Regions from separate parts of the Mus musculus genome. Here region 1 is linked to region 2. The links are chromatin contacts, called in public HiChIP or PLAC-seq maps. All regions are on one chromosome and are shown on one strand. Each heading gives the region's core, a stretch centred on a gene start, on an enhancer-like site or on the middle of the called end of the contact. The rest is flanking DNA. Distances are from core to core; before and after follow the strand shown. Region 1 holds the start of A830082K12Rik (RIKEN cDNA A830082K12 gene). Region 2 overlaps Mctp1 (multiple C2 domains, transmembrane 1).

Region 1 (3,680 bases), core at 652-3,151, 1.3 Mb before region 2:
GTTTTTTAACTAGCTCTGTGTGTTATAGCAGAAGAAGCAGAAGAAGCAAGAAAGAGGAAAAGAAGAGGATTATTTATTCGACCTACTTTGGATGTCTCTCTCGCTTTCTCTTTTTCCTTATTTTCTCAAGCATTTTCTTCTGATTTTTATTTTTTTCCTATTTCGCTGTGAATTCGTCGCTGGCGTGAATTATCTCGTATTTTTCTCCCCCTTCCGTCACCTCCCGAAAGAAGAAGGCAGAGAGAACCCGGCGCCACCCGCACAACAAAAAGAGCAAAGTGTGTGATCTTCCTCGCCGGCTGCCTCCCGCTCTCCAGCGCTGCCTTCCTGAATGGCTGGCTGCGTCCGGCCCTGGACCTGGCCCCCAGACACCCGAGCGCCCTGATCCTCGCCGGCAGCTTCGTCCCGATCCTGCTCGACTCTCCCAGCTCCCCGCACTCTTGAAACCGGGCGAGGGCTCCCGCCAGGACAGCGGCGGCGGCACGGGCAGCACCGGCCTCGGCTCGCTCTCGGGCTGCGGCCCCGACTCCGGCTCGGACTCCCGCCCGGGCCCGGGCTCCTCCAGCGGAGCACGCAGCGGCGGCCAGCTCCTCCAGCAGCGTCTGCAGCCGCGACCTCCTCCTCCGCGGCCGCCGCCGCCCTCGCCGCTTCCTCTATGTCGGCTCAGCCCGCGCTCTGCGCGTAGCCCCAGCGGCCAGCGGCCAGCGGGCGGGCGGGCGGGCGGGCGGGCGCCCGGCGCGGGTGAGCGAGTGTGTGTGCGAGTGTGTGTGTGCGCGGGGGTGCGGGCGAGGCGGAGGGCGAGAGTGTGCGCGCGCCGTGGCCCATGCCCGCCGCCCCCGGCGCTGCGCCCCGCGCCGCTCCCGGCTGCCGCCTGTGCCATTTCTGATTTTGCAAGTTGGGGAAGAAGAAAAAAGCGAGAGAAGGGAGCTCGCTCGCTGGGGGGTGGGGAGGGGGGAGAGAGAGAGAGGCCCCCCCAGGAACGGAGTGCGGGGGGAGCGGGCGAGGGGAGCAGGGGTGTTGGGGGGGGGGAGCCTGAGAGCCTGGGGGGGCTGCAAAAAGAGAGAAAGAAAACAGCAGGAACCACAACAAAACGCCAGCAGGGCGGGCGGGCGCGCAGCAGCAGCGGGGCGGCTGAGGCAGTAACGGCGGCGGCGGCGGCGGCGGCGCAGGCAGAGGCCGGTGCCCGGCTCGGGCTCGGCTCCGGCGACCCCGGGGCGCCCGGTGGGCCCCCCGCCCCCTCCCCCTCCCCCCTTCCCCTTCCCCTTCCCCTCCCAGCGCGCCCGCGCGCCCCGCGGCCCTCGGCGAGCAGCTCGGCTCCCCCCAGCGCTCCCTGGGCCCAAAGATATGGCAATGGTAGTTAGCAGCTGGCGAGATCCGCAGGACGACGTGGCCGGGGGCAACCCCGGCGGCCCCAACCCCGCAGCGCAGGCAGCCCGCGGCGGCGGCGGCGGCGAGCAGCAGCAGGCGGGCTCCGGCGCGCCGCACACGCCGCAGACCCCGGGCCAGCCCGGAGCGCCCGCCACCCCCGGCACGGCAGGGGACAAGGGCCAGGGCCCGCCCGGTTCAGGCCAGAGCCAGCAGCACATCGAGTGCGTGGTGTGCGGGGACAAGTCGAGCGGCAAGCACTACGGCCAATTCACCTGCGAGGGCTGCAAAAGTTTCTTCAAGAGGAGCGTCCGCAGGAACTTAACTTACACATGCCGTGCCAACAGGAACTGTCCCATCGACCAGCACCACCGCAACCAGTGCCAATACTGCCGCCTCAAGAAGTGCCTCAAAGTGGGCATGAGGCGGGAAGGTGAATATTTCTTCTCTGCTTCTCTCCCTGCGCTTCGCCCGCCTCCCTGCTCTTTCTTTCTCTCTCGCCTTGGTGCCTGTGGCTGTGGGGATGGGGCTTCTGTGGTCCCAGCCGGTCCGGGCTTCCCAGTCTTCGCTGCTTTCCTCCCCCAGCGTCCCCCCCCCCCCAGCTCGCTGCCGCTGCCTCCCCCTCCCGCCCTGCGCTCCTCTCCCCGGCTCCTCCACCCCGCCCGCTGCCTGCTCAAGATTGTGTCCCTGGGATCGTGAGCTGTAGCTTAAAAATCCCTCCCTTCCTCTGTTGGATGTGCTCCGTGTGTGTCTCGTTCCCGCTTGTGTGTGAGGATGCTTGGGGCTGTGCTAGCATGAACTTGGGAGGGGTGATGATTTTCTGCAGAAAACCGTTTCTCTCCGTGTGTGTTTTTGTTTTTTGGTTTTTTTTGTTTTTCCCATTCTACTTTCTCCTCTGCCTCATCGTACCTTTTATTTATAATGGGAGAGGACTGGGGCTGGAGGACCCTGAACCATAGATTCATTGCTGCCACCATCCTTTAGGAAGCTTAGCTTGGAAAAAGAGGAGTGAGATTTATTGCACTTGTAGGTCTAATTAGGGGGGAAGGGGGGCTTCTGGCCTGTTCACTGGCTCCCTCTCCTCTTCAGGGATCTGGGGCCGCCTCCTCCCGAGCTGTGGCCTTGTTTTCACCCCTATACTTTGAAAGGAAAGTTTGTGACTGAACCCTGCTTTCATAGTAGTGTCATTTTTAAAGCTTGATACTCGTTTTATTTCTTCATCAAACTCCACCCTCTGCTTAAATACTGCATACAAATTACAATTTACAACGGCATTTACCGATCCTTCTGATCTGGCTATAATGCACAGACTGCAGCTGGCTTGAGCTTCTGCATCATTTAATCGATGTGTGAGATTTTTTTTTTATTAAGCACAACTTTTGATGTTTAATTTGGATATGCTTCATATTCATGTGGCATGAGATGGAACACTTTTCTTACAAATATATTTAGCGGTTTATAGTTAAAGTTTATCTCCTGGCAATCATTAAACATATCTTATAGTCAAATTAGTGAACCAGTCAATTTCGAAGAACATAGATTACTTCTTCTTGTAATTGACTTCAAAATTATATTTTATATGCCACAAGAAAAGAAATTGAATTCCTTCAGATCTCAAGGAGAAGGCAAATATGACGACTCCATTGCTAGCTCCAGGGAGATTGTTTAGGCATCTGAAAAAAAAAAAAACAAAAAACAAAAAAAAACAAAAAAACTTTGAATTGTGCTCTCATTTAATTGAAAAATAACTGCCAAGTTCAAAACTATAATTAGAAAAAGTATTCTAACCATTGTGTTTCAAAGAGCGTAAACCGCACTGAAACTCTTGTTGGAATTAGAACCAAAGAAAATGATGTAGAGCCTGAGGTAGGACAGCTCTGTGGACATGGACCTCGCTCTACTAATTTGTTGGGGGATGGCAGTTCAGTAGCCCTAACTTTCCCTAGAGTTGTCTTTGTTTACATGGCAATTGAAAATGCTGGCACTGTTGAAGTAAAACATACACATTTAAAAAAAAAAAAAAAAAACTTTGGTCAGCTTTAAGAACTCAATGCATGCTTACGTTTTGCATTCAGATGGGTAATGAATCCAGTGTTTTTGCAGTTGCAAGCTCGCGCATTCACTGGGCAAAGCTGGCTGCAGGTTGCAGTGGCATCGCACAGGACAGACATTAATTGTAGTTCCTACTTTTTTTCAATATGTTTGGCTACTGTAAGTTCAACTTCTTTGAAATTTTTTAATTTTCTGTTTCTTTTAATAGTGAGAAATTTGTATGGGGCAGTCTGGAGGAGGGAAGATGGGAGGAGGTGTGTGTT
Region 2 (3,534 bases), core at 848-3,347:
AGACGGTCCACCATGTAATAAAGACACATGCTCCACTATGTTCATAGCAGCCTTGTTTATAACAGCCAGAAGATGGGAAGAACCCAGATGTCCATCAACAGAGGAAAGGAATCAGAAAATGTGGTACATTTACACAATGGAGTACTATGCAGCTATTTCAATTTATGAAATATATTTATGAATTTATGAAATTCTTAGACGAATGGGTGGATCTGGAGGATATCATCTTGAGTGTAGTAACCCAATCACAAAAGAACACATATATGCCCTCACTGATAAGTGTATATTAGCCCAGAAGCTCAGAATCCTTTTTAGAAGGGGGAACAAAATACCCATGGAAGGAGTTACTGAGACAAAGTTCAGAGCAGAAACTGAAGGAACAACTATGCAGAAACTGCCCCACCTGGGGATCCATCCCATAAACAACTACCAAACCCAGACACTAGGTAGATGCCAACAAGAGTCTGCTGACAGGAGCCTGATATAGCTGTCTCCTGAGAGGCGCTGCCAATGCCTGACTAATACAGAAATGGATATTCACATCTATCCACTGGAGTTAGCACAGGGTCCTCAATGAAGAAGCTAGAGATAGGACCCAAGAAGTTAAAGGGGTCTCCAGCCTCATAGAAGGAACAACAATATGAACTAACTAGTACCCCCCAGAGTTCACTCAGACTAAACCACCAATCAAAGAAAACACATGGTGGGACTTGTGGTTCTAGCTGTATATGTAGCAGAGGTTGGCCTAGTTGGTCATCAATGGGGGAAGAGGCCCTTGGTCTTGTGAAGGCTCTATGCCCCAGCATAGTGGAATGCCAGGACCATGAATGGTTGTGGGTGAGTTGGGGAGCAGGGGGAGGGAGGAGAGGATAGGGGATTTTCAGAGGGGAAACTCTGAAATGGGATAACATTTGAAATGTAAATAAAGAAAACATCTAATTAAAAAAGTGTTTAATAAGAAAAACATTATAATATTTTTTTACAGTAAAAACTATGCAGATGTTATCATTCATGTGTTTGTTAGAAGGTTTCCTAACACCAGAGAGGATGATTATAGCTATGCTGTTGAACATAAATGTGGATGAACTTAGATTAGGGTTGATATGATACATTTAAAATATGTAGAATGAACAATAAAAATGTGCATGTATAAATATACTTTACAGAAAAGAGGAGAATGTGTTCAGGGTACTTGGGATTTGGAAACTAAATACATGGTGGACTCCCTATGTTCTTGGTGTTGCTCTTGAGAAGACACTGTCCCATCATCTCCCCAAGTTTTTTAATCCTCAAACCCCACTTGCTATCAGGGGCTTTAGGGTAATTGGTGCTCTGCTACAGAGAGTGAAGGAGGAGCCTCAGAGCATCAAGCTGGGTTGTGCTAAGATGTCAGATGCCACTCCCTCTGGCTGCAGAGCCATAGTGCATAATGGACTTTTGTGGCAATGAGTCAAAGTGTTCCAACTAGGCTACACATTAGTGCATGGGGTGACATGGCTCCCTGGACTTCAGGGGGAAGGCATCACATTCATGGTAGTCTGCTTTGTACATCTATTCCACACAGAGCATCCCCCACTCCACCCCACCCCAAAAAAAGTGACCTGCTCTGCTGAAGTCACCATCTTGTTTCGCCTGTTTCCTCATCTACCACAGGAGGAAGCATCTTTCATCTTCCTCCCTGCCTTTGGTTCTTTAAAGGGTACTGTGTGTGGGAGGGGGGACTGCTGCACATCCCAGAGCACATCAGTAAAGGTCAAGGGAGAGGAGCTGGAATGAGTGGAAAGCATGTGGTCATACTCAAATTCTGATGCAGTGATAAACATCTGTGAGTTACAGTAGCGTTCTACGCAGTTGGCAGATGTCTCTGAACGTGGTCCGGGAGGCACTTTTCCATGGTATCTAATTAGCTGTTACTTTCAACCTCCTTATGCTCTAGATCGCTTTAGGAACTAAAGGTCTGATCTTTTCATGGTTCTCCTCAGATTTTTGCAAGCTGCTAACCTTCTGAAAAAGTTGGGAAAAGTTATGGTTGAAAGCACAAAAGAAGAAAAGAGTGATCATCCATTTTTAGATATGTTTAGAGGCTGTGTGACTCAGAGCTGCTTCTGTTAAGAGCACTGAATATGTGGTCTTTTTTGGTACTGAGATGCAAACACAGAAGACTTGTGGTCTAAGTTAGTTTTGGGGAATGATGAAACTATTGAAGTAGAATGTAAGTGTATATACAAAGGCCCTCTCCTCTCTCAGCTTGGCTTTGGACAGTCCCTTTAGATCCTCTTTGCCTCATTTAGTCTACATATTCAATTGTTACACAAAGGACTGCTTTTCTAGACAAGAGCACTGGCAGAAAACATAATAAATGTGTTCGGCTGACAGGGATTCAGGACAGACCAAATGTTTCTGTGGTGACCGTTCCAAATTTTCAAACAGTATGACAGCAGTTCTTCCCTTACAAGCTTTGTTTCTAGAGGTAAGTATTCTGGTTTTTAAGTGGATCTGAAAACAAATTCTGTACTATTCTAGAAAGGAGAAGAAGAATCTAATACTTTGTCATAGGGAAGAACTAACTGAACATTCCAGTATTTACTACTGTTTTAACAAGGCAGACTTTGTCTCAATTTATGCACAGTAATTCCATGAATCAGAATGATTTCATTGATCTGCTCCACTCTTCAGGATTTTTCATGCCACCATTGATGAGTAACCAAGACTGCTGTGTAGGAGGCATATCACGTCAGTGGAGATGAATGTACTTTTAAAGTGTAATTAAGAAATCCTGCTGGAAGACTGTCCATATGCCAACAAATATCAAGACATTATTCACAACTATGGAGAATGCTCAGCTTTACTTAGCATCCCTGTACTCACCTGAGTGACTAGAAAGCCACACCTCAGGCCACAAACATGCTCAAAATTAACGGTAGCATCTGGTCTGGAGCAGATGTCTGGTATCATCCCATGAGAAGTCACAGAAAAATCTTGAGAAATCTGAGGGCAACCTGAAGCATTGGGGGGTTCTGCAGAATGTCTTGGATACCTAAAGAGGTCCTCTGGAGGAAGATATGCCTAAGTACACACTACAAAAACAGCTAAGGCTTGAGAAAATGGTAGGCTTTGTTTCACAACACACTGACTCTGTGGAGTTTACTGTTTATCTTGCCTTTCAATTTCCTTACTTACAAATTAGTGATAAAAGCATTTGAGAACAGTTTACTTGATATAATTATCCTTGAGAATGAGAAGAAGTGATGTCTCCAAAAGGCTTACCAGGGAACCTGATGCATAATATTTGCTTAATAAATATTGGCCCCACTTCCCTGAATTAACAGTGAGCTCTGGGGTAGGAGTCAATGAATGTTCTCTATCAATGTATATGCTTTGAGGTAGAGTTAGTACTACTGTCTTTGCTAGAACTCATGAGAGAAACTTGCCCGAGGAAAAGTGGGATGTACCAAAATTCAGCCTATAAAGGAAGCATGATTATGGTTAAAAACACAAATGTTGTGTGCCTTTGGGTAAGTTATTTAACTGTCT

Evidence for each region. HiChIP or PLAC-seq counts read pairs in DNA pulled down with a chosen protein or histone mark.
Region 1: a contact with region 2 is called in an H3K27ac HiChIP or PLAC-seq map of SST interneurons, with 6 times the contacts expected there. The contact joins the promoter of A830082K12Rik here to the enhancer-like site in region 2. A contact is called at or near these places in 3 of 39 promoter capture datasets (the C10 cell line, cranial neural crest and liver), 1 of 484 Hi-C or Micro-C datasets (cortical neurons), 4 of 115 datasets of contacts at active chromatin or transcription factors (SST interneurons, astrocytes, embryonic forebrain and 1 more) and 2 of 9 other capture datasets (adipose tissue and liver).

What each region holds. Positions count from the first base shown.
Region 1 is chr13:78,196,238-78,199,917 of GRCm38.p6, reverse strand. A830082K12Rik (RIKEN cDNA A830082K12 gene) reads right to left here and starts at 1,901. Exons shown (of 3, transcript NR_045195.1): 1 at 1,696-1,901. It overlaps Nr2f1 (nuclear receptor subfamily 2, group F, member 1), which reads left to right and starts at 1,045. Exons shown (of 3, transcript NM_010151.3): 1 at 1,045-1,798. The coding sequence starts at 1,345.
Region 2 is chr13:76,895,159-76,898,692 of GRCm38.p6, reverse strand. All of the region lies in intron 16 of Mctp1 (multiple C2 domains, transmembrane 1), which reads right to left. Among named protein-coding and RNA genes, the nearest start is that of Slf1, 240 kb to the left of the region's middle. Within about 2 kb of position 2,097, at least 11 of the 459 cell types and tissues checked have an H3K27ac peak or open chromatin away from gene starts, as enhancers often do. A contact at or near this core is called in SST interneurons, where this site is marked.